Linked DNA regions of Mus musculus: regions 1, 3, 4 and 5 are each linked to region 2. Evidence: chromatin contacts called from public HiChIP or PLAC-seq and promoter capture Hi-C data. All regions are on one chromosome and are shown on one strand. Each heading gives the region's core, a stretch centred on a gene start, on an enhancer-like site or on the middle of the called end of the contact. The rest is flanking DNA. Distances are from core to core; before and after follow the strand shown. Region 1 holds the start of Clec2l (C-type lectin domain family 2, member L). Region 2 holds the start of 4930599N23Rik (RIKEN cDNA 4930599N23 gene). Region 3 holds the start of Ndufb2 (NADH:ubiquinone oxidoreductase subunit B2). Region 4 holds the start of Adck2 (aarF domain containing kinase 2). Region 5 holds the start of 8030453O22Rik (RIKEN cDNA 8030453O22 gene).

Region 1 (4,849 bases), core at 1,683-4,182, 460 kb before region 2:
ACGTGCTCTGGGGAACAAGGAGTGGGGCTGAGGGATGTATCCCTAGTCATCTGTGCGTGCGTGCATGCGTGTGTGCATGCGTATGTGTGTGTTTCTGTGTGTGCATGCGTGTGTGTATAGGTCAGAAGATAACTTGTGGGAGTTTTCTCCTTCCACCATATGGAACTGAACTCATGTCCTCAGCTTTAGCAGTAAGTACCTCTACCTGCTGAGCCATCTCAGCAGCCCACTTAGATCTCTGCCCCTCGTGCTGACCTCAGTCCTGATCAAGCATGTTAGCAATGATGTAAACACGGGCGCCCTTTATATCCAGAGTAGGACTCCTGCATCTGAGGCCCCTGCCAGCAGAGGCTCAGCAGCCTACTGCTCCTGTGGGCCAAACCGAGGCCCACAGCATTCACACATATGCTTGCTCTGCAGGGCCGGCTGGTGCAGAGTTAGTCTCCCACGTCCCAGAGGAGGGCCAGCTTAGGAACTCTGTGTCTCACGTCAGTGGTTGTGACCATCATGAGGTCTCCCCTGTGATCTCGGCAATCCCTTACTGGCTGAGGCCTTATCTGCGTTTAGGTACCCCCAGAGCAGTTGTTATGATATCAAGCAGTTTTGGGGCAGTGGTCCCCAAAGGCATTGGGATGAAGAGATCCCTTAGGGGTTGGGAAGACTCCAGAGGTCCTTGTCTTAGATCAGACTCTCAAGTCTGCAGGTCAGGCCTGGAACACTGCTAAGTCAGCCCCCTGCTGCAGCTGAGCTACTCTGTCCTTGTCTATTTAGCTTACCTATTCAGAGCAAGAGCTTTCTTGCTGACCCTCTGCTCCAAGGTAGCCTTGTGCCTGACTCCAGAGTTAACTTTCCTATAATTGTGACCATTGCCTAACCTGCTCTAATGTCTTTGATGCTTCCTGTACCAATATGATGAGGTTTGTAGCATTTAGGGTGGCAGTCCACTTAAGTGCTTCTCTGGAGAGGTGGAGAATGTTCTAAAGTAGAGAACATGGCCAGTCTTAGTCCAGGAGGATTAAGAGGGAACAACTACTGTGCTTGGCATTCACATTCCACCTCCTTCTAACACAACTCCTGCATCACCACCACCACCATCACCACCACCACCATCATCACCATCATCACCACCATCACCACCACCATCACCACCATGACCACCATCACCGTCACTATCACTATCATCATCTACACAGGGTCTTTAGCTCTGACTGCCCTTGAACTTACTATGTAATCAAGGATAACCTTGAATAACACCCAATTAATAAGGTTTCAGGGGTAGAACCCAGGGCTTTGTGCATACTAGGTATTTTAGTTACTTTTCTATTGCTGTGAAAACACATCATGACCAGCACAACCTATAGAAGAAAGAGTTTATAGGGATCTTACAATTCCAGGGAGTTAGAATCCAGGGCCATCACAGCAAAAAGCATGGCAGTAGCCAGGCGGGTCTGGTGCTAGAGTAGTAGCTGAGAGCTCACATCACATCCACAAGCAAACACACACACACACACACACACACACACACACACACACATGGGGTGTGGGAGCACGCACTGAGAATTACCCACACTGGAGGCTGAGACTATGGTAGATTCCTAGAGGTCAGAGAAGAGGTTAGGAAAGGTCACAGAGGGCATCTGACCTACAAGATGCCTCACATCTCCATGACAACCACAAATCTGCCACGGCTGCTTCAGGAACTCCCTTGGCCCTTTTGATTGGTTATTTCTTGAGACAGGACCTCGCTATACATTTCAGTTTGGCCTCAGTCTATGTAGCCCACCCAGGCAGACCTCGAACTCTCAATTCTTCTGCTTTGTGTCCCAAGCAGTTGGATGACTGGCTTGGGCTCCCAGGCCCATCTGTGCCCTAGGCTTCCTGAAGTCCATTCTCAGCTGGCTGGGACATGTGACAAGTTCCTGCAGCTTAGCTAGGCTGTGATGACACATGAGTGTCATCCGGCACTTGGGAGGAAGAGGCAGGGGGACAGTTGCTGGAGGCTAGCCTGGTCTACTGCGAGCCCCAGGCCAGCCAGAGTTATAAGTGAGATTCAGTCTCAAAACTCTCAGAAGAGAGGCAGAGGGAATGACTCCGTAGGCAAAGTGCTTGTGGCACAGGCCTAAGGACTAAGTTCAGATCCCCAGTGCTCAAGTAAAAAGTTGCATTGGTGTTGAGCAGCTAACCCAGCAGTGGGAAGTGGGAGGTGGGGTGGGGAGACAGACCTATCCGTAAAGCAGGTTGACCAGCTCACTTTAGTTGAATTGGTGGGCCCCAAGTTGAATGAGGGAACCTGGCTCAAGAAAAAAAAAAAAAAAGATGGTATCAAGTGTGGAGGTGTATGACTTTAATCTCAGCACTTGAGGGGAAGAGGCAGGCTAGAGTCAGAGGCCATCCAGGTCTATATAGCAAGTTCTAGGGCTGCATAGTGATATCCTATATTTAAAAATAAAAAGAAAAGTGGAGAGTGAATATACCCAATGAAGACCTCCGGCTTCTATGTGCAAACGTTAACAGTCACACAGAGACAAAATGTGGAGAAAAGTCCCTGAACCGCAATAGATGGTCAGTATGGCTCTCTGGTTGCAGTGCTGCTTGGCCCTGTCCCCTTGGACCATGGCAGCGCTGAGTCGGGGATGCGGTGGGGGTGGGGGTGACAAGTCCCAGCCCCCATCCTTGTTCTCTGCCTCCAAGGCACCCCAGGAGCAGCCTTCCCAGGTCCTTGTCTTGGGAAACTCCCCCCACTTTAGAAGATGCCCAGCAGCTGACTCTGGAGGAGGAGCACCTTGGCTCACAGCTGCGAGGGAGCCGGTGGCGGGGCCAGTGGCCTGGGCTGTCTTTCCTCCCCGCAACCCCGCCCCGCGGTCGCGGCTCCCTCGCAGCCCGGGCTCCTCCCCCGCGCGGGGCTCGGCGCGCAGGCTGCGGCGCGCACGGCGGGGACCTGAGCGTCTCCGGCGCGGGAGCCGGGCTCAGCCCCGGCTTGCGGACGTCGCGGTCCCGGAGTACCGAGCCGGCCTGGGCGGCCCGCGGGGCGCGCGCAGCGCGGAGTGCGCGTGGGGCCGGGCTCTGCTGCCCGGTGCAGGAGCGCGCGCGCGTCGCGGCATGGAGCCGGCCCGGGAGCCCCCCGCGCGCGCCCGCCCGCCGCCCCCCGCAGCTCGTCCCGCGCCCGCTGCGCCCAGGCCGCGCTCTCCAGCGGAGGCAGAGGCCCGTGGCCCAGAGGGGCTGCTGAGGCGATCCGGGTCAGGCTACGAGGGCAGCACCAGCTGGAAGGCGGCCTTGGAGGGTAAGCGCTCAGCCTTCCATCCCCGGTCCCTGAGTCAAGACCCAGGAAATGGCCAGTCACCTTGACAGCTCGCAGAGGAATGGATCAGGGGGATTCGTTAGTATCAGGGGAGGCAGATGTCACTATGGGAGGGGAAAGGGGTCCCTGGGGACCACCTCAGGTCATTGTTTTGACAAATCTTTGCTGCCAAATCCCTCTTTGACCTTGGAGCAAGCTTTATGCTCCAAACCTTAGTTGGGTCCGAAAGTGAAGCACCTTCGTGGCAGCCTGAATCTCTAGTAGAGAAAACATTTAGTGCCTCATAAAAGCAAAAGCTTTGATTCCCTGCACCTTGGGGGCGCCCTGCTAGTGATGGGGTTGATGGAGAGGAAACCCCAGAGGACTTTCCTAACCATTCTGGGATGCCACCAATTCCTTCTTGTTATACTGGCTCAGGGAGTGACCTCAGGCTATCTAGAAGACACTGAGCGAAGAGACTTCATTCAGTTCACAAACTGTTTTAGGAAACTTGGGTTGGCGTCCAGTGAGTGGTGAGTGTTGCTCGGGAGATGCAGGAGTTGGACACAGGGAGGGTCAGCTTCCAGGTACTTCTCACGCTTCTACCTAGTAGGAACTGGATAGCGTTAACTAGGGGCTGAGTCAGAGGAGGGCATCTCAGAGTAGGACATCTTTTGGGGGTGTGGAACAGACAGGAGAGGGTGCACTAGGTCAAGGAATGACGACAGGAGGTGGCTGGAATTAGCCAGTTCCTTGTGGATAACTGAACCCTAGGGTGCTGGGTGCTGATGAGGGCATGAGAAAAGAGGGATGGAGGGGGAGAGAGAATATGAGCAAGAGATCTGAGAGACCACCCAGGCCAGGCTACAGAAGTTTGTTGTTGTTTTGTTTGTTTGAAGGTGCTGCCGAGGGGTTAAGTCAGCAGATCTCCATGGGGAGGACCTGCTGTGGAAGGCTGCGTAGTGAGGAAGGTGGGTGGTGGCCTGGAAGGGACAAGGCCACCTGTGCCCAGATAGGCGATGGGGCAGCAGAGCATGAAGAACCTTTGGCTGAAGTCTGTGTGCCAGGGCCAGGCACTGCCTGTGGAGGGCTGTGCAGACTCTAAGGAAGTCTAATAGTGGGTAGGAACCATGGAGGTGAGGACACAGTTTCCCCGGATGCAAGGTATTACAAAGGACCACCAGAAGCTTGGGTGGGCTTAAAGGCCAATCAGCCCTTCTGGGATGCATGTTTCTGGTTAGTGGTTGGGTTTTCCCAGGGACCTAAGCTTGCCTCCTACCAATGGTATTTCTTATGTCATTCCCTCCCTAGTCTGTATTTCTTCATTTTTTGGGGGGGGGTATTTGAAAGGGTCAGCTCTACTAACCTTTACCCTTAACCCCACTGGGTAGAGCTATTTCAGGGAAGTGTGGCTGGCTGGCTCTGGCTTTATCTCTGGCCCTGAATATATTGACTCTTGTCCTTCCTACTGCCAGTATGGCTGACTGACCCTGCCTGTCCACTGGTCACACACTGGGATGGAGGAAAGCAGGCCTCTCTCTGTGGTGGTCCAGCACATCACCCTTCTTGGCA
Region 2 (4,909 bases), core at 1,324-3,823:
CCCCTACAGATCAGAAACCATGAACCTTGACTCCTCTCTCCCAACTCGTGAATGCAACAGAAAAGAACTCACACATGGAGTGAAAGTCTGAGGTCAGCTGTGATAAGAATACAGTGGCACCAAAGGAAAAAGGCACTGCAGAGTCGGGATCCAGGCAAGAACTGAGGAGAGGCCATTGGAAGGTATAAAACAATAAATAAGCCACATCTTCAGGGGTTAGGAAAAAGATGACAAAATGAGATGAGAAGAAGGGAAGCTAAGTTCGTGCTGCCAAAGCCAAGTATACAAATAACTGCAATAATAGCAACATAACCTTAGCGAGCATTTACTATGCAACAGAGATTGCCTCAACAAACCTGTGAAGTAAGTAATCTTATCATCACTGAGGGGCCAGAGTCAGCCAGAACGCTACTTTCCCAGGGTTACTAGGCAGCAAAGAGCAGAGGTGGACTGAAACAACTAACTAGCTCACAGACCACGCTCTTGATAGGCAAGCACACTGCCTCCTGAGCACAGGTCTGGAAGTCAGGGACTGAAGACATCTGTGACTGGGGCCACAGTATTTACCACCCAGCAGCTTCCAAATCAGTAGGTAAGGGTTTAGCCTTCCTTTTAAGTAAAGATCTCAAACCCTCTCTGGCTTTCAGTCCACAGTGGGAACAGAAACAAGAGTCACCATCTCTCCCACAGCCTCTCTTCACGCTGGCACACTCCCCTTTAATTTCCCCAAATCTCTCGCATACACCTCGTTTGGACAAGTTCTAATCTGTATTATTTCCGAATAAATAAGTCCTAAAGACCACATTTCTTAGACCATACCCCTTAGGTAGGGGTAGGAGACAGGTTCAGGTAAATGGGATATTTATCACTTTTAGACCTGACCCACACAAACTTCCCACCAGACTTCCTACCAGGGAGACCTTCAGCCCCCAGAACTTGATACTTAGAACTGTCTCAAAAGTGTTGAGGGTGCAGCTGTACCCAGTCTGGATCCCTGATTGACTACACAGGTCAAGGTTACTAACCCAACGTGACTATTAACCTGACATCATAAAAAGTGATGTCTACTGTTACAGCAAAAGGAAGCAGGGAGGGAAGAAACTAATCCTTCTAGATAACTGGACTAGATTCGAAGCATGAAGTCTCCAACATCCTCTCCTAACCCAGCATCCCCGAATCATTACCCAAGACATCTTCCTAAAACACAAACCTCACAGCTGACATTCAACAGGCCTTATCACCTTTAAGGTGAGGCCCAAATTCTTCAGTATAAACAGATTTCACTAATCACCTTGCAGGTGCAAGCAGAGAGCAGCCCAGACTAATAAGGACATAAAGTGTGTTGTGGAAGAGTTAGAGAAAGCTCAAAAAAGCGAAAAATCTTTCAGCTCCTGCCCGAGGCGCTAAAAAAGCAAACCAGGAAGGGCATTCCAGACAGGGCTCTGCCACCTAAATGAAACAAAGTGGGGGGTGGGGGGTGGGGGTGTAGAAAGGCACCCAGGAAGGTCTGTGGCTAGAGGAGAGCGGAACTCTCTATGGATCTTGAAATTCTGAATTTCGGCTTGTAAACAGACAAACAGAAGTTGAGTGGCACTTCCAAAGCCTCCTTACAGCTGGGACAGCAAGCCTTGCTGCCTGCTCCTCAAAGCAGCCCTGAGGACCAGCTTCCCTCCTGGGGGCCATACTGCCATGCTCAGGTGTCCCTCTTGGCACCACATTCTATCTGTGCTAGTCCACCATACACTGCCAGTCACTAAGTAGGTGATCAATAAACGTTCTTGAGAGTGAAGGACAGGCGAGGCTGAGGAACTGTCACCTAGCGGTCTGCCCCAATCACGGGACGAGGGTGGAGGTCCGAGAGTGGAGGGCCAGGAGCATCCGCCCAAGCCCACCGTTGGCGTCCTTACCCGGTCTTCAGGAACTTGCAGTTGCCGTAGATGAGAAACTTGCAGAGATGCAGCTGCGCGCAGAGCCCGGTGCAGCCCGGCTTGGGGCCCTGATGCGCGCGGCACAGACGCAGCGACGACACGGCCAGCACCAAGCGCTCCGAGGCTGCCGCCGCGGCCTCCCGGCCCGCGCCCACGGCCACGACCGCCCGCGAGGCCACCACGAAGCGCCCGCAGTCCCGCAGCAGCCGCTCCAGCGCGTCGGTCCCCAGGCTGGTTCGCAAGCGGCGCCGCAGCTCCGCCAACTCCAAGGCGCCCCCCGCCGCGCACAGCAGCTGGGTCACCTCTGCCACTGCCACCGCGGCCTGGGCCATGGCCGTCGGACTGAGGCTTAGCACGGACGGCGGCGCCTTTCACGGGCCGGGCCCCACTGTTTCGCTGGAAGGAAACGAAACCGAAAGCGGGCTCCGGCCGGGAAAACAGGAGCCGTGGGGCCTTGCCACGCCCTCGGGCCGCAGCTGAGGAGCCGGCGCCCTTGTCTTAGGGCCGCCAGCTGGGGACCGCGCGGCTCGACGGCGGCCCGCGCTCGCTTGCGCGCGCACTGGGCGACCCGGCGTGCCTCGAGGCGTCGCGCGGCCGGAGATGCGGGGCGCGGGTCCTCACGGGGCCGGACTCCCGCGTCTGAGGGAGTCGTGGCCGCTCCCTTCGAGGCAGCAGCGTCCTGTGAGGCGAGTGGCGCGTTCAGCTAGGCCCGAGGGACGCCGCGGGGGGTTCAGTCAGCAACCTCGATCTCGGAAAAGCCGAGCGAAGTTTCCAGACGGCGCCGGCCGGTTGCGGCCGGTTGGTGCGTCGGCCGGCGCGCTCAGGGGGGCTCAGAAGTCGCCCGAGCCAAAGCGGGCTTTAGCAGGCGGGCCTCGGAAGCGGGGACGACGGACCCGGTCCCACCGCACCCCGGAACAAACGGAAACAGTCGCTCCGAATTGCCAGACACTCCGCTTTTGTAGCGGATCCCGCATTTCCAGAAGGAAAGCGTAGGTACGTCCTTTAAAGGGGGCCGATCCTCCCTCCCTCGCCCCTTCTGAGTAAAGGTGATGCACCTAGTTCGATTCCTCACCGGAAAGAACTCTCCTGTGTGTTACCCTGGGAGTTAAACGTTCTCGGGGTAAGTAAACGGGGGTGTGTGGGGGTATACCTATTAAAATACGACTTTTGGCACCCCCATTCCTTCCTCCAGGAGTCTCCCGGGAATAAAAGCGTTAGTAAGTCATGTTCACAGGAGAGGACGGAGTACTGGAAACAGTAAGACGGTGATTCAGACAACAAGAGTTTAACAAGCATGTTAATTCTCTGGGTTTGACCTAGAAGGACATTAGTATGTTGTGAGAAAAGATTGTAATCAAGTAGTATTCCATGGGGCTGATCGGAGGTTAAGCGGCCGCACTGCTCTGGAAGAGGACCTCGGCCGGGTTCCCAGCACCCACATAGCAGCTCACAACTGCCTGTAACCCTGGTTCCAGGAGGGATCTGACACCCTCTTCTGGACGCTTCAGACACCAGGCACGACAGGTGTGAAGGCGCCTTTAATCCCGGCACTTGGGAGGCAGAGGCAGGCAATCTCTGAGTTCTAGTCCAGTCTGGATTTGAAAGTGTACACAGTAGGATGTTTTTGAGTGAGCATGAAGCAAACCCAACACTTTGGTCACAGTGGAGTGTGGGAGGTACTAGGAAAGTGGAAAAAGGAAAGGTGAAGGCTGAAAATTGGGAGGTGAGTGCTTAGAAAATTAATTTAAAATGAATAAAATTTTATTCTAAGTATAAAATACTACAGAAAAGAGCAACTGAGGGTATAGCCCCTGGGCTCAATCCTTAGGAAGGTGTGTGCTGGGGGGGGGGGGGAGTATTACTACAAAAATGTAATAAAATGGGATTAGAGTAGACCAATTGGCAAACCCTGGAACCCAGTGAGAGATTCTGTCTCAAAATAAGGCGGGAACTGGAGAGATGGCTTAGCAGAGAAAAGTACCTGCTGTCCAAAGCCTGCCAGCCTGAGGTGGATCCCCAAAACCCAGGTAAAAGGGGATGGAGAGAGAAACACCCCACACCCCCAAAATTGTCCTCTGACCTTCACATGTGTGCTGTGGCACACACATACATATACATAAATAAACTTAAAAAAAAAAAGGCGGAAAGCTCCTGAGAAATGACATCCTACCACACACACACCACAAAAAAAAAGACAGCAGGCTGGGCCAGAAACTCAGTGGTAGACTGTATAAACATACAACACATACAACACTAGGCTCAATTTCCCAGCAGCAACCCTTCTCAAAAAAGAAAAAAAAAATGAGTATAAAGACTAGATTTTGGGGGCTCAGCAGTTAAGAGCACTGACTGCTTTTCCAGAGGTCATGAGTTGTGGAGAACTTTCGGGCCACTTGGCAGGACATTGGCCAAGGACAAGGAGATGGGCTTCAGACAGGAATCTGACATTGGGCCATTACAAGGAAGTAAACTCAGGCAGGAATCTAATTTTAGGCTAGAACAGGGAAGTAGGCTTCAGGCATGAATATGACTTTGGACCAGGCAGTGGTGGCGCACGCCTTTAATCCCAGCACTTGGGAATCCCAGCACTTGGGAGGCAGAGGCAGGCGGATTTCTGAGTTCGAGGCCAACCTGGTCTACAGAGTTGAGTTCCAGGACAGTCAGGGAGAAACCCTGTTTCCACCCCACACCGCAGATGAATCTGACTTTGGGTTAGGATGGGGAAGTAGGCTCCGATATCTTGGTCCTCCTGATCAGCCCTTAGGAATGGTGATCACGGGACTGTGTTTACTGCCTTGCTTGCTCCTTGACTATTTGTGTTTATTGTACTGCCTGACCTTACTACTTGCATGTAAATAAAATGGTATAAAATCTGATTGGGAAAAAATAAACCTGCCTCAGAACTGGCTTGGGTCATGCTACAATGTTGTCTAATTGTCTTTTTTCTTTTTAATCCTCACTCCTGCCCTAGAAAACCTGTT
Region 3 (4,875 bases), core at 259-2,758, 470 kb after region 2:
GAATATGAAACATCATAGCAAATTTCTAATATGTGATGTTGGTACACTAATGTTATAACCTAAAACTGCATGTTCTTCAAATCAACCAACCCAAACCATAATGTACCAGGGAAGACCTTGTTGGAATCAATATTCTTGGTATCACACACACCCCTACCCACTAGATCATAGCGAAAGTAATCCTGCAAAGCAACATATTATTATTATTATTATTAATTTTTCTTTTGGTAAAATGTGCCATAACTTACAGTGGCCTTGCAAGCACACTAGGGCGGGAAGTTCAGTTGTTATTCTAATACAGGTGATGACTGTGTCTCATCCTATTGGTAGAGTGCGACCTCAGACTCTGCCATGGTTGGATAGTTCCTAATAGATGCAAAGGAAGGAGGGAAGGAAGGGGTCCATAGCTCTTGTCGTCAGAATGGAAGGCCTTTGTGTAAACAGGTTTTCCAGATGATTAAAATACTTGAATAATTTTACAAGGTGGAGATTATTAGAGTATTGACTGTTGGTGTGCTAGCTACTGTTTATAGAAAAAAGTCCGTTTCTCACAACCTCTTGGGGTTAGGAGTAGTCTTAGGTTTGGAGTCTATCCAGATTTCAACAGAGGCAATACTGAGAGAAAAAAGCAGGCCGAGGAAGGCGGACTATTTTAATAGCCAGTGGAGCCTTTGTTTCTTGAAGGAAATCTGAAGTGAGTGAAAAAATTAGTTTTTCTGGAAAGATGACAGTAGGCTATCCTATAGACCTAGTAACTCGGAACAGATATGTATGTCTTGTTTTATGAGGATGAGCTTGAAAATTCATATTCCCTCCCCACTAATGGCCGGAGACTGAGCGCATCTGCGCGTCTACGTGCATCTATTTGTGTTACAGCTCCCACTGCGAGTACATTTCTACGGCTGAAGTCAGGTCTCGATTTGTTGCCATCTTGGTGTTGCATCTTAACTGGACTGCCCTCATGTCCTTATTTTTCTGCTTGCTTATTACATTAATAACAAGAGGAAATGCCAAAAAACCTCGAATTGGCTAAGGCTCGAGGCGTTAGGAACTTTCCCCCATGTTCCTGGCCGACTTATTCCGAGTGTGCCGGGTTGGGTTCCTCAGGTGATTCCCGTGCCACCAGTCCAGGTTCTGAAATTTAACACCCTGGCTGATTAGTCATTCAGAACAATGCTGAAACAACGATGCTATAAAATAAACATTGCGATGTTATAAAATAAACATTGCGTGGTTCAGAAAGGGCTTAGGCCTTTAACAAGGGCCCACAGTGGCAAGAACATGCATGAAAGCACCGTCTATATGAGCCAAAGCAGGGAGCAGCAGTAAGGTCAGCCAAGAGCACCTTGCCAGGCTGTGCCACGAGGCAGCCAGGGCTCCTCCTGAAGGACGACCTATCTGCCCGTTAACCTGGAGCCTCTAAGGTCCGCCAATGGCTTGAACTTGTCCCCTGTGGCCTACCATCAGCCCGGGTAGAGACGCAGTGCGACGCAGTGACGTCACGGGCCGGGACTCGGGGAAGTGACGCATCAGGGGTGGGAACTGCAGTCTTGCTAGTATGTCTGCGCTCACCCGTCTGGTACCTTTCGGCCGCGTCGGAGGCCGCCTGCTCCGGGGCTGCCGCGCGCGGGCGGCTGGAGACAGTGGAGTCCGTCAGTGAGTGTCGGGCGGGGGCGAGGGTTCGGCCGGCTTGAACAGGCAGCGCTGCCATCCGGACGCTGTCACCTTGAAGCAGTCGCCCGGGAGGGTGCGTGAAACTCCGCTGCCGCCCGAGGCATGCTGGGTCTTGTAGTTTTGCCTGGACCGAGACTGGCCTTTTAGTCGGCTTGGTGGGCTAGAGGTGAAGGGATGGCGCAGGGTTGCGGGAGAGAGGCGTTAACTAAGACCCGAGTGATAAGAATCCAGTCCCGCACAGTCTCCCGGACTGAGCCTTCCAAGCAGCTGGCTAGTGGAGGTCCCGAGCGCATGGAGACGGGTGGAGATGGGCTCAGAGACAAGACGGGTCCAGGCAGGGCAGACACGGAGACCTTGAGTCAGTAAGGTAGTATAGTCTGTTCTTTTCACCATTAGGTACATTTTTACGATTAAAATTTGGCACTTTTTTTGAGCCTCACTGTGTAGCCTCGACTGACCTGGAACTCATTAGTGATCCTCCTGTCTCTGCTTTCGGAGTGCTGGGATTAAAGGCGTGCGCCCCCAAGTCAGTGTTTAGATTTGGCACTTTAAATCCTAGATTGGATGCTGTGTCTTACTCATTTTGCCTTCTCTCCACCCGAGATTTGTAATACTTATAGCTTTATTTTGTTGTATTGATCTGTCTCTCAGTCTCTGTCTGTCTCTGTCTCTCTGTCTCTGTCTCTCTCTCGCTCGCATATAACCTGGCAGGTTTTGTCCACCGAGATTTCTTTTAAGATCTTCATACCGTTTTGGGGATGCTTCCCGTCCAGTTTCACTACTTAGCTTGGATTTCCCTTACCTCCAACGGGGGAAGAAGGGTTCCACTATTCATCTAAGTTCCCAGCCCTTGGTTTGGGTTTTTGGGCCACAAAAGGTCCAACCCAGCAATAGTTCAGGTGGAAACTTACCTGAAGTTTGGCTTCTGGTAACTAAGTTTCAGTTTCCTTCTCGTTGATTTATTATTACTTTTCGCCCTTTCATTATGGGGCTACAGCTTGATTCAGGAGTCTAATGATAGACCACTTGTCTTGGGTCTCTGAGTCGTCAGAGTGGGATCCCTGTGAATGCCAGCTTCAGTACTGGCTTCCCAGGCATTTGTGCTCAGTTACTGATACTTTTTTTTTTTTTTTTAAGATTTATTTATTTATTATATGAAAGTACATTGTAGCTGTCTTCAGACACTTCAGAAGAGGGAGTCAGATCTCGTGTACGGATGGTTGTGAGCCACCATGTGGTTGCTGGGATTTGAACTCTGGACCTTCGGAAGAGCAGTCGGGTGCTCTTACCCACTGAGCCATCTCACCAGCCCCCCAGTTACTGATACTTGAAAAAGGACCTTTTATTTATTTCATTTTAGCATCATGTTTATTTTAATTGGGAGACCCCTCAGGGTATCTAGATTGCCACAGTGCACTTAGTCTGGCTGAAGCATGACACACAAGTGTTTATTGAGATTTTGCCTTCCTCCTTTCCTCCCCCCACCCCTTTTGGGGACAGGGTTTCTCTGTGTACCCCTGACTACCCTGGAGCTCACTTTGTAGATCAGGCTGTCTTCAAACTCGCAGAGATCTGCCTGCCTCTGCTTCCAGAGTCCTGGGATTAAAGGTGTGTGCCACTATGGTCTGGCTGCACAGGTAGATCTTGGGTAATAACTGTTAAATACAGTTGGCAAACAAGGGAATTACAGAAGCGGCTCTGCTATGTTCTTTAAGTTGTGAAGCAATGACAGCTGACAGAATGGCTAAAAGGAACAGGTGAACATGCTGTGGGGAGGCCTTGTCAGAGGACCAGGAGTTTGAGGCCAGCCTGGCCTACACAGGGAGATCCTGTCTATAAAGGACTAGAGCATGGTGATGGCATTCCTTTAATCTCAGCGTGCAGGAGGCAGAGGCAGAAGGATGATGAGTCCCTGGCCAACTTGGGCTAAATAGTGAATTCAAGGACAGCCTGGGCCACATGGCGAGGTTGCCTCGTTAAAAATCACCTCTCACACCATCGATAACTAAGATCTCATTCAGAGCCTTCCAACTGGACATGCTATCAGCTGGGCAAACACTTACACAAAAATAGATCTTTATCACCAAGACAACTTTAGCTGGTTGGAATTTCAACGGAGGGTTATGGTTTGTGTCTGTGTGTGTATATGTGTGTGTGTCACTTGGGACCAAACCCCTGTTAGGCAAGTACTATATCATCGTGCTATACCCCAAGCACAAGAGTTAGGTCTTTAGTTAATAAAATGGAAAATAAAAACAAAATTATTTAATGTTATTCGCTTGTAGGCAACATTCTTGGGCTTTGTCATCAAAATGCTTATGATCACATTTGTAAAACTGTAAGTCAGCATCTGTCACATAAAGGTGTCTTATAAAGTTCAGACAACAGCCATAAAGTCCAGCGCGGTGCACGTGGTGAATACTGAAGAGCTAGCTAGCGATCTTTCAGAATGGGAGGGAATAATAGAAACAGTCCCAGCTGGTCAACAACCACCAGGGCTGAAGAGCTGGTTCAGTGGGTAAGAACGGGGGTGGGGTGGGGGGGCGGGGCGGGCAGAACTTGAGTTTGGATGCCAGCACCCAGAGGGAGAGCCAGGAGTTGCCATCTGCATATAACCCCAGTGCTGCAGGACACTGTCAAGAAGATCCTATCTCAAGGGGATGTAGTCCAGAGTGACTGAGCGAGACTCACTCTTCTGCTAGGACAAAAAGATAGGCAGAGGTTGGGGAAGAACCATAGGAAAATTGCTACTTAAAAATTCTACAGGAACTTTTAGTGCATTTTTTGCTATGCTGGACTGAAAATATGTAGAACATATTTTATATAGGCACACTCAAGATTTTTATATCTGGTTCATATGCATCAGCATATGGTTTGCTGCTGAATAGGTGATAGAAATACCTACATTAAGTATAAATTACCTCATTTACATTAGAGTCAACTTACACTTACCACAGTCCCAGTTGAAAGTGTAGCCCTTATGGAGTGTATGCCCCAGCTTGCCAACAAATGCCTGCATGACACCTAGCTGATTTTAGTCAGGCTTATTGTTGCAGCTTCTTTGCTTTTTTTTCAGAGGAATAAGAATTTTAAAAAAGATTTTCTCATTAACTTTCCTATATGATAGTCTTTAAAATTTCTTTTTTCTTCCACCTCCTGGGCTAAGGTCGAGCAGCCCAGGCTGACCTTGAACTCTGTGTA
Region 4 (4,636 bases), core at 1,282-3,781, 460 kb after region 2:
TCCAGTTGTTAGCAGCCATTTGGGTGCTAGGAATGAGTCGTGGGTCCTCTTAACTGCTGAGCTGTCTCTCCAGGAATTCCCAGTCCTTTTTTGAGAGAGGGTCTTACCTTGTATCCCTGACTGACCTGCAGCTCCCAATGTAGGCCAGTCTGGCTTTGAACTCTACCTGCCTCTACCTCCTGAGTGCTGGGGTCCTGTGCACTAGGAAGCCCAGTGCTAGGCAGTATTAGGAAGGTTGAAAAATACTGCTTTGGGGGATCTTGTCTAGTTTTAGTTGGACAACCCTCCTGTGTTCCTTTTGGAGAAATAAAGATCCAGAAAAAGTTGTCTGGGGGTCACAACCTAGAAGCTGCCTGTCTTAGTCAGGGTTTCTATTCCTGCACAAACATCATGACCAAGAAGCAAGTTGGGGAGGAAAGGGTTTATTCGGCTTACACTTCCATACTGCTGTTCATCACCAAGGAAGTCAGGACTGGAACTCAAGCAGGTCAGAAAGCAGGAGCAGATGCAGAGGCCATGGAGGGATGTTCTTTATTGGCTTGCCTCCCCTGGCTTGCTCAGCCTGCTCTCTTATAAAACCCAAGACTACCAGCCCAGAGATGGTCCCACCCACAAGGGGCCTTTCCCCCTTGATCACTAATTGAGAAAATGCCTTACAGTTTGATCTCATGGAGGCATTTCCTCAACTGAAGCTCCTTTCTCTGTGATAACTCCAGCTGTGTCAAGTTGACACAAAACTAGCCAGTACACTGCCATGGCTTAAAATGATGGACTCAGAACAATTCAAGTCTTCTGTGAACAACTTTGGGGCAGAACAGGCAAGTGAGTCAGGAGAAAGGGGATACTTTGTAATTAGTGCCTGCCCACATTTCTTTTTCTTTTCTAAAAATTCTTATTAGGTAGATTTATTTATTTTATATTATGTGTGAGTGTTATACATGTATATGGGTCTGAGCACAGACCCCCCTGGAACTTGTTCATTAGGAATGGCTGTAAACCCCATGCGGGTGCTAAGAATGGAACCCAGAGCCTTTGCAAGAACAACTAGTGCTCTTAACCACTGAGCCATCGCTCTCCAAGCCCTATTTTGCTTTTTTGAAACAGGGTCTCACTATGTAGTCCCTGTTGGCCTGGAGCTTGCTATACAAAGCAGACTGACCTCCAACTCACAGATTTTGCCCACCCCTTCCTTCCCTTCCCTCCTTCCCTCCTTCCTTACCTCCCCCTTCCTTCCTTCCTTCCTTCCTTCCTTCCTTCCTTCCTTCCTTCCTTCCTTCTTTCCTTCCTTCCTTCTTTCCTACTGGAATTGAAAGTGAGGGCACCGTGCCTGACACCTGACCACATTTCAAAGCAGTGTAAGGCATCATGTCTGCCTTGGGAAACCCAAAGGGTGTACCCCATCTTTTAGAGTTAGGAACTGGACTGTTATTGACCATACAGGAAGAGCCATTGGCCACTCCACTATTCCTGACTGTTAGTGGCCCTGATCTTACCTTTGGAGAAATTACTATATCTTCTGAGCCTTCTGGATGGCCAGGGGGTGTGTGTCTTGAGGTTGAATGACATGTCCAGTGATAGGAACCCTGGCCTTGTCCTTGTTTCTCTTTTTCTATAATCCTTTTCACCTGGGATGTCTTTAAATCTACCCTTGGTCAGACTTTTGTGCAAATTTCTTTCCACACAGGGACAAAAGCTGTTGATAGGTAGTAGGGACTGTGGTGCCCCAGGGCAGGCAGCTTTTTAAGTTCCAGAGCGCTGAGAAGAAATTGCAAGCCCTTTCCCTGGCTATGTAGGCTCAGTTCCCATGCTCTATCACCTACACACACACACACACACACACACACACACACACACCCCTCAGAACATCAAAAGTCTTTCCTACTTTGGAACTTTTATTTGGCTCCTCTCCCAACACCCTTTTTTTCTTCTCCAAAGTAGCCCAGCCTATGATTCAACCAGCTCCTCACTGCTTCTGTGGCCCTTGCTACATTTTTATTTCTATGACATTTATTTTGTATGTGGGGGACACGACTTAAAAGGAATTGGTGACATCCTTCCTTCATGTAGGTTCCACGGATCGAACTCATTTATTTCGTTGGGCTTGACATAAAATAATATCGTTACCTATCTAGTTTAGTATATATTCTTGTGACTCAACAAATATTAAATTAAATTCAAGAAAGACCTGATTTGGCTCAATAAGTCTTAGTTAAGTGTATAAGCCATTCCCTAAGGTCTAAACACCGCCGCTAAGTCAGCGTAGCCTGAGACTCAAGAACTCAGCAGCTGAAAAATCTGTCCTTCCTTTGGACCCACTTGTAATATTCAGTGTAGTTTAATATTTCTAGGATTTAAGCTACGAGGCTGTGAAGAGGAAAGGCAGACGCGGAAAAGAGGGCTACAGAGCTCGCGTCTGCGTTTTTTCTCTAAATCATCACAGGAACTCGATGTGCCCAGGCGCTTTTGCCCTAGTTCGCGCCGTGGCCCCTTTAAGGAGCATGTCGTGGGCAGAGAGGGCGGAACCAGGTACCGGAAGCTGGGAGCAGCGCTGGCCCGGACGCTTAGTGCTCTCTCTCTCTGCCTGGTTGTCACTGCCCGCTCTGTGCAGGTCCCGAGCCATCGGCTCGGCATCTCCGCCGCCCCCCGGGAGCCTGGCCCGTGAGCCCGCCGGAGCGCGCCTCTCAGGTCTTCCCGCGGCCCTCTGAGGCTTCGTCGTTCTCTCTAGGCCGCGGGTCCGCATCTCCGTCCCTGGCGCTCGGCGACTCCCTGCACTCTGAGCTCTGGCGCTGGACAGCTTGTCACCCGTGGTCCCCGGCTCAGGTCCCCGTTATCCCTCCCCTCCTGGGCTGCGCTAGGGGGCGCGGTCCGACTCATCCCCGCTTCGGCACGGAGCGTCTCCACAATGGCTTCCCTTTAGGTAGAGAACAAGCAGTCTAGGCCAAGGGGTCTAGAGAGGATGGTGACCCCCTGGCGTTTGTCTGTCAGGGTCTGCTTGTCACACTTAAGATGCTTTGAGTTCAGAAAGGAACTTGGGCATTCCAGACCCCTGGGATGCTCTCGCAATGCCAGACTATGTTGGTTTCTGCTAGGTACTTTGCCCAAATTAATCTCAGCCCATGGCAGTGTTGGAGAGGGGGCGCCTGGCAGCTTGTGCCAGAGAAAGACTCACTGGAGTGACCTGGCGGAAAATGGACTAGTGGAGAAGGTGGCCCAAGAAGGGCCTCTGGCCCGCGTCTTACTGTGTCTCCGCCTAGGGCTCCGCGCTGGTGTGCTCTTGGCGAAATTCTTCCCCCTCCTCTTCTTGTACCCTCTCACCTACTTGGCCCCTGGCCTCTCCACCCTCTGGCTCCATCTGCTTTTCAAAGCTACAGAGACCTCAGGCCCAACATATATCAAATTGGGCCAATGGGCCAGCACCCGGCGCGACCTCTTTTCAGAGGCTTTCTGTACCCAGTTCTCCAAGCTGCATGTCCAGGTGACCCCCCACCCTTGGGCAAGGACGGAATACTTACTCCAGCAGGCATTTGGGGAGGATTGGGGCAGCCTCCTCTTTTTCGAGACCCGGGAACCTGTAGGTTCAGGTTGTGTGGCCCAAGTGTACAAAGCGTTCGCTAGTATTTCCTTGTTGGAGGAAGACAGGATCTGGAGACTTGGGGAGCTCTCTGCCCCAGGAACCAGGGCCGTGGTGATGCAGAGAGAGCCCTTTATGAAAGACCGGAAGCCTTCAGAAAACCTTGCCGACGAAGCATTTCTAGAAAAACTGCTTCTTCCTAAAGCTGACCTTGGTGGGTCAGAAGTGGGTGTGTCTCAGGCTCCCTGGCATCTGCCTAAGTCAGATCACCTCATCCCAGTGGCAGTGAAAGTAAGTGCTCTCAGACCTTGCCTAGCACTTTAATCAAGTACCTACCCACTGAGCTGTCTGCCCCAGATCCGAAAGAGACCCTCGTGAGGGGCACATTGCTTTCTGTTCTAAGACTGAGTATTCCTTCTCCAAAAATGCTTGGGAATGGGAGCGTTTTGGATTTCATACGGTTCTGGATTGTAGAGCATTTGTATATCTTGGATGAGATAGCCTGGGATAGGACCCAAGTCTAAACACGAAACGTGAAATTCATTTATGTCTCACACACACACTCCACAACTTAGACATGTAGACTATAGGTCATTTCATGAAGTACTTTTAGTGCACCTGTGTAATGACCTTGCATCACCTGAGGTCAGGTTTGGAATTTTTCACTTGTCAGTCCTTTACCGGGTCAGATATTGAAGCATTTTGAGTTTGGATTAGGGCTGCTATTGCTATTGTAGCTCAACCAATACCTGTTAAATTCAAGCTATTTCTTTTATTTATTTATTTATTTATTTATTTATTTATTGTAGTGAGGATTGAACCTAAGGGGCAGTCAAACTTAGTTCACACATGCTAGGCAAACCCTCAGCCACTGAGGTTTATTGTGAGGCCTCATTTTGCCTTTAATTGTAGACAAGACCCTGCTATTTTAATTGTCCTCCCAAGTAGCAGGGATTGCCACAACCTCCTGGCTCAAGTTTGTTTGTTTTTTCTTTTTCTTTCCTTTCCCCCTCCTCCTCCTTTTTTTTTTTTTTTTTTTTTTTTTTTGAGGTAGATTTATACTAT
Region 5 (4,574 bases), core at 1,673-4,172, 410 kb after region 2:
GATCCTGCTGTCTCTGCATCCCCATTGCTAGGATCATAAACTGCCATACCCAACTATTTCACACAGGAAATATCCATACCCAGCACAGCAATGACTAAAAACTAAAATAATGCCACAAGTCTGTAAGTCTTTGCCAATCCTAGGCTTAACAAACTGCCTTGAGGTGAGGTGGGAAGCCAGGGTGAGTTGAGGACTCTCTCTGGAGCATGTACCCCACTGAAAGGGCTCTCCAGGAGAGAGGTTGTTATGTCTACTTCCCTGGCAGGGCTGGAGTCAGTGATACCTGTTGCCTGAGTGAATGTGAGTCCACAGGGAGATCTAGATTTTATACATGGCCTAGCAATGCACCGTCCAATACAGTCTCTAGCAGCCATGAGTAGCTATTTGAACTCAAGTCCCTCAGTTGCCCCAGATGCCTGCAAGACACTCACAAACCCCATGTGGCAAATGGCTTCTTAGTGGATAAAAGAGGTCCTCTGTGATTGCAGATAGCTTTGTCTAGCATATACATGTGGAACTAGACTCCTCTAAATATGACTTTAGGAGGTCAGTACCACAAAGGTGCCAAAGACTCTTTAGGCAGAAAATATCTGAATGCTAATGAGAGTGAGAATATATGTGCTTAGAAATAGAAAACATTTGCACAGCATAGATCACGCTATGTATGGTATCTAGATGCGTGGGTGCTGTAAACAGGTGTGAAGTTAGCGGGGCACATTTCCCAAGTTTACATAAATCTGACTGTATAGTGACCAAGGAACTCCAGCTAAGGTTCACAGCAAGGCATGCATAGTTAGCCACTGCATTCATCCTGTTACTATAACTTTGCATTCTAAAGACCAGGAGTTGTTTATATAAAAGACCTCTCCCTTAGTTACATCATGGGCCCACAAATTAGGCTGCTGTTCTTGGTTGCACAGTATAAATTTCAAACTTGAGAGAGCACAAATACACTTTCCATGGTGATCAGAGTAGAATTTCTTTTTGAAAACAATTAGGATTCATAATAGTGCTTACAAAAGAAAAAAATAGTATTTATTTTATTTGTACTTTATGCAAGAGTGTTTGCCTGCATAGATGTATGTGTGCCACATGTATGCCTGGTGTCCCTGGAGACCAGAAGAGGGTGCCACACCCTTGGAACTGGAGTTACAGATGATTGTGAGCTGCTGTGTGGGTGCTGGAAATCAAGAGCTCTTAACTTCTGAGCCACCTCCCAATCCTTAAAGAATTTTTTAGGGCTGGTGAGATGGCTCAGTGGGTAAGAGCACCTGACTGCTCTTCCGAAGGTCCAGAGTTCAAATCCCAGCAACCACATGGTGGCTCACAACCATCCGTAACGAGATCTGACTCCCTCTTCTGGTGTGTCTGAAGACAGCTACAGTGTACTTACATATAATAAATAAATAAATCTTTAAAAAAAAAAAAAAAAAAAAAGAATTTTTTAGTTGTCTCCAGGATGGTAGATGAATTTAGATTTGAGGCAGAATCACCATTCATTGCTATTTTCCTGAGAACTGAAATGGCAGACAGGGGAGAATGTGACCATCCAGGTTAGTGTATGCTTGCTGGCAGCCACCAACAGAGCAGAATCCCCCAGTCACATATGCTACCTCACGGCTCTGGACAGGGGATGAAAGACTGGGGCTTGAGCCCTTGCTCATTTTCCTTCTCAACATGGAGAGTGAGCACAGGAATTGAGCTGGGTGGGCTCTACCACCGAACCATGTACCTAGTCCTCCTTTTTTCTTTTAAAAGGAGGAATGCTAGCTGCCTTCTGTAGACGAGAGCCTTCTGCATGCAGAAGCCGCATAATCTAGTTTGTTGTTACTGGTGTATGGTAGGTTGATAGTACATATGCATTTAATAAATGAATATATATAAAATAAGCATATATATTTATATATAAATATACTATATATTTATACAATGTTTATATATTATATAAATATATATATTTTAAAATAGAATAAACACATTTAAATATATAAATATGCATTATAAAACTATATATTTAGCCGGCCGTGGTGGCACACGCCTTTAATCCCAGCACTCGTGAGGCAGAGGCAGGCGGATTTCTGAGTTCGAGGCCAGCCTGGTCTACAAAGTGAGTTCCAGGACAGCCAGGGCTATACAGAGAAACCCTGTCTCAAAAAACCAAAAAGAAAAAAAAAAAATATATATATATATATCCCAAGGCACTCAACTAATTACAACTAACTGTGACCATTATAGTTTTCAAATACCTGGAGTGACTCAACAATACTCGAGGAAGAGACAATGGCTTGTTGGAAGAACATTACCAAGGTCAAGCAAGAAGCGTACAGGGCGATGACACTATTTTAACTGTCCCCAGGACTGACAGAGTGTCTTCTCCACGTGACTCTTATACCCGTGGGTGTCTGCAGTTCCTGTTTCTAGCGTCTGGGCTGCTGAGAGTTGTGATGAGATTGGTGATAGCAGAATATGAGCGGGGGGGGGGGGGGGGGGGGGTGAGGAGGGGGAAGGCTTCCCGCTAGCAGAAGATGGGAACAGCTACGGCTGCAAAGCTTTAGCGTTTAGAGAGAAGTGAAAAACCGTGATTCTATAGCTAGAAAAAGATACCCTGGCCTGGAAGGCACACAACACTCACTCAGCAATATCCAGACCTCTCAAGTCTCAAATGAAGGCAGTTCAAGGAGCCGTCTGACAGGAGGCTCAGGAGAGTGACATTCCCCGGTTAAGGAAAGGGAGTAGGTGCAAGTAGTAAAAGGGAGAAGTAGACAGGCCGTCAGTTCCTACACTCTTAGGGAGAACAGAAGGAGGTGGAGAAGCGTGCTCATCTACTTCCAGGGCGCATGCGCATGCTAAGGGCGGCTCTTACTTGTCAGCCAATCTGTAGCTCAGAGTTCCAGTTGGGCTGTGGCTGTCTGTGGCCTGCTTGCACACGGTCACCATGTCAGCACCAAGAGAGACTCCAGGAAGCCTAGAGGACCAGTGATAAAGACTCCATGAGGCACATGGGCCCCTCCTTCAGAAGGAAGCAGGTATGTGGCCCCATTTCACCCGGAATGGGAGGTGGCAAGAAGAAACTAGAAAATCTGTCTTAGGTGGATGAGGTCACATGATCTCCTGGGGCTTCCAAGACTTCTACCTGCCAGGTAAAACTGAGGGTACTCAGTGTCTTGGCTCAGAACTTCCTCAAAGGAATCAAGAGGCCTGTTTCAAAACATGCTAACAGATCTTAGGTACCAGGAGGGAAAGGCCAGCGAAGAGACAGAAATAAATAAATGTGGTCTGAATGTTAATGACCCCACAGGCTCATATATTTGCATATTTAGTCCCCAGTTAGAGGAAGTATGTTGCCAGGGGTGGGCTTTGATGTTTCAAAAGCATGAGCCAGGCTCAGTCAGTCTCTGCCTCTCTCAGTCAGTGTCTGTCTGTCTCTGGCTGCCGCCTGGGGATCAGGATGTAAACTTCTCAGCTACTGTTCTAGTGCCATCTGTCCCAGCACTCTTCATCATAACGATCAGGGTGGAGTAAAACCTCTGAAACTTTACGCAAGCCCCAGTTAAACCCTTTTCCTTCCTAAAAGAGCTGCCTTGGCCATGGTGTCTCTTGACAGCAATAGAATAGTGACTAAGACAACAAATACATAAATTCAATTAAAACATAAGACAAATAAAAATAGAGCACTCATGGATCACCCTTTATGAAATGAAGACACAGTCTGGTGAGATGGCTCAGGGGGTATAAAAGTGCCTGCCACCGAACCCGAGGACCTGAGTTCAAGCCCCAGTCTGTCCTTTTCACCAGTGTGCGTGCACATCCAAATAAATAATGTGCACAAACACTCTTTTTAAGAGGAAGCAGGCAAGGAGGGACCTGAAAGCTGAAATGGAGCAGGCGAAGCCATTGGGAGTTGGGCACAGGGAGAACTGGAGCATAGACTTGCCCAGGAGTCTAGCTGTTGCTTTACGGCAACCCAGCACCATATACTCTGGAATAAATCTGTGGTGTAACCGAGCCCAGTTCTCCAAGGAAGCTAGGAGCTCAGGTCCACCCATCCCACAGTGGAGGGGAGCCCTGAAAGGCCTTTCAGGGACAGGAAGGAACTCATTGTCCCTCTCACAACTCTCACACAGCTGAAGCTTCTGGAGTCTCTCCATGTGGCTGGGCCCACAGACACTGCCTTTCTGTCCTCTTCTGGCAGATAGCCACATGGGCCAGGGGGTGGGGAGAAGGGAGCACAGCCGATCTCCACCCCACCCCCCTGCTCTCTACAGCCTGCACTCTGGCTCCACAGACCAAACACCCACCACGCAATCTTCTCCCATTGAGCCAGGCAGCTCTCCATCTTTTTCTTTTAGGCTCGTGCCAAGCTGTGTGCAGGATGCTCTAGGAGACTCCAAGTTAAGTAAGACTCTGACTCCTTCCTTGAGGAGCACACCAGGACAGTGCCTGGACTGCAGTCAGCTCCTGCAGCAGCTCTCCCTGAGGGGAGCCCTTCCCCCCACTGTCTGAGGAAGCAAAGCGTTTTCCAGATGGAGCAGAGCCACCACCATCCTTCCAGGGGATGCTTCTAAGTAGCTTTA

Evidence for each region. Promoter capture Hi-C pulls out the DNA fragments that hold promoters and counts their contacts. HiChIP or PLAC-seq counts read pairs in DNA pulled down with a chosen protein or histone mark.
Region 1: an H3K4me3 HiChIP or PLAC-seq map of embryonic stem cells shows a contact between it and region 2, with 4 times the contacts expected there. The contact joins the promoter of Clec2l here to the promoter of 4930599N23Rik in region 2. A contact is called at or near these places in 15 of 39 promoter capture datasets (3T3-L1-derived adipocytes, the C10 cell line, the HPC-7 cell line and 11 more), 2 of 15 datasets of contacts at CTCF or cohesin (the NIH/3T3 cell line and large pre-B cells), 4 of 484 Hi-C or Micro-C datasets (the HPC-7 cell line, bone marrow-derived macrophages, cortical neurons and 1 more), 10 of 115 datasets of contacts at active chromatin or transcription factors (bone marrow-derived macrophages, embryonic basal ganglia, embryonic forebrain and 6 more) and 1 of 9 other capture datasets (embryonic stem cells).
Region 3: an H3K27ac HiChIP or PLAC-seq map of microglia shows a contact between it and region 2, with 8 times the contacts expected there. The contact joins the promoter of Ndufb2 here to the promoter of 4930599N23Rik in region 2. A contact is called at or near these places in 2 of 39 promoter capture datasets (liver and stem cell-derived epiblast-like cells) and 1 of 115 datasets of contacts at active chromatin or transcription factors (microglia).
Region 4: an H3K27ac HiChIP or PLAC-seq map of microglia shows a contact between it and region 2, with 9 times the contacts expected there. The contact joins the promoter of Adck2 here to the promoter of 4930599N23Rik in region 2. A contact is called at or near these places in 11 of 39 promoter capture datasets (the 3T3-L1 cell line, embryonic stem cells, hippocampal neurons and 4 more), 2 of 484 Hi-C or Micro-C datasets (LSK cells and neutrophils), 2 of 115 datasets of contacts at active chromatin or transcription factors (memory CD8 T cells and microglia) and 1 of 9 other capture datasets (embryonic stem cells).
Region 5: a contact with region 2 is called in a promoter capture Hi-C map of liver, with 2.2 times the contacts expected there. The contact joins the promoter of 8030453O22Rik here to the promoter of 4930599N23Rik in region 2. A contact is called at or near these places in 3 of 39 promoter capture datasets (hippocampal neurons, liver and stem cell-derived epiblast-like cells).

The regions. Positions count from the first base shown.
Region 1 is chr6:38,660,137-38,664,985 of GRCm38.p6, forward strand. It overlaps Clec2l (C-type lectin domain family 2, member L), which reads left to right and starts at 2,933. Exons shown (of 5, transcript NM_001101507.1): 1 at 2,933-3,280. The coding sequence starts at 3,100. RefSeq lists an enhancer at 3,865-4,849.
Region 2 is chr6:39,115,900-39,120,808 of GRCm38.p6, forward strand. It overlaps 4930599N23Rik (RIKEN cDNA 4930599N23 gene), which reads left to right and starts at 2,574. Exons shown (of 4, transcript NR_045813.1): 1 at 2,574-2,921. It overlaps Parp12 (poly (ADP-ribose) polymerase family, member 12), which reads right to left and starts at 2,450. Exons shown (of 12, transcript NM_172893.3): 1 at 1,908-2,450. The coding sequence starts at 2,260.
Region 3 is chr6:39,591,057-39,595,931 of GRCm38.p6, forward strand. It overlaps Ndufb2 (NADH:ubiquinone oxidoreductase subunit B2), which reads left to right and starts at 1,509. Exons shown (of 4, transcript NM_001358797.1): 1 at 1,509-1,656. The coding sequence starts at 1,559.
Region 4 is chr6:39,571,345-39,575,980 of GRCm38.p6, forward strand. It overlaps Adck2 (aarF domain containing kinase 2), which reads left to right and starts at 2,532. Exons shown (of 8, transcript NM_178873.3): 1 at 2,532-3,862. The coding sequence starts at 2,957.
Region 5 is chr6:39,524,619-39,529,192 of GRCm38.p6, forward strand. 8030453O22Rik (RIKEN cDNA 8030453O22 gene) reads left to right here and starts at 2,923. Exons shown (of 2, transcript NR_167680.1): 1 at 2,923-3,026. All of the region lies in intron 1 of Dennd2a (DENN/MADD domain containing 2A), which reads right to left.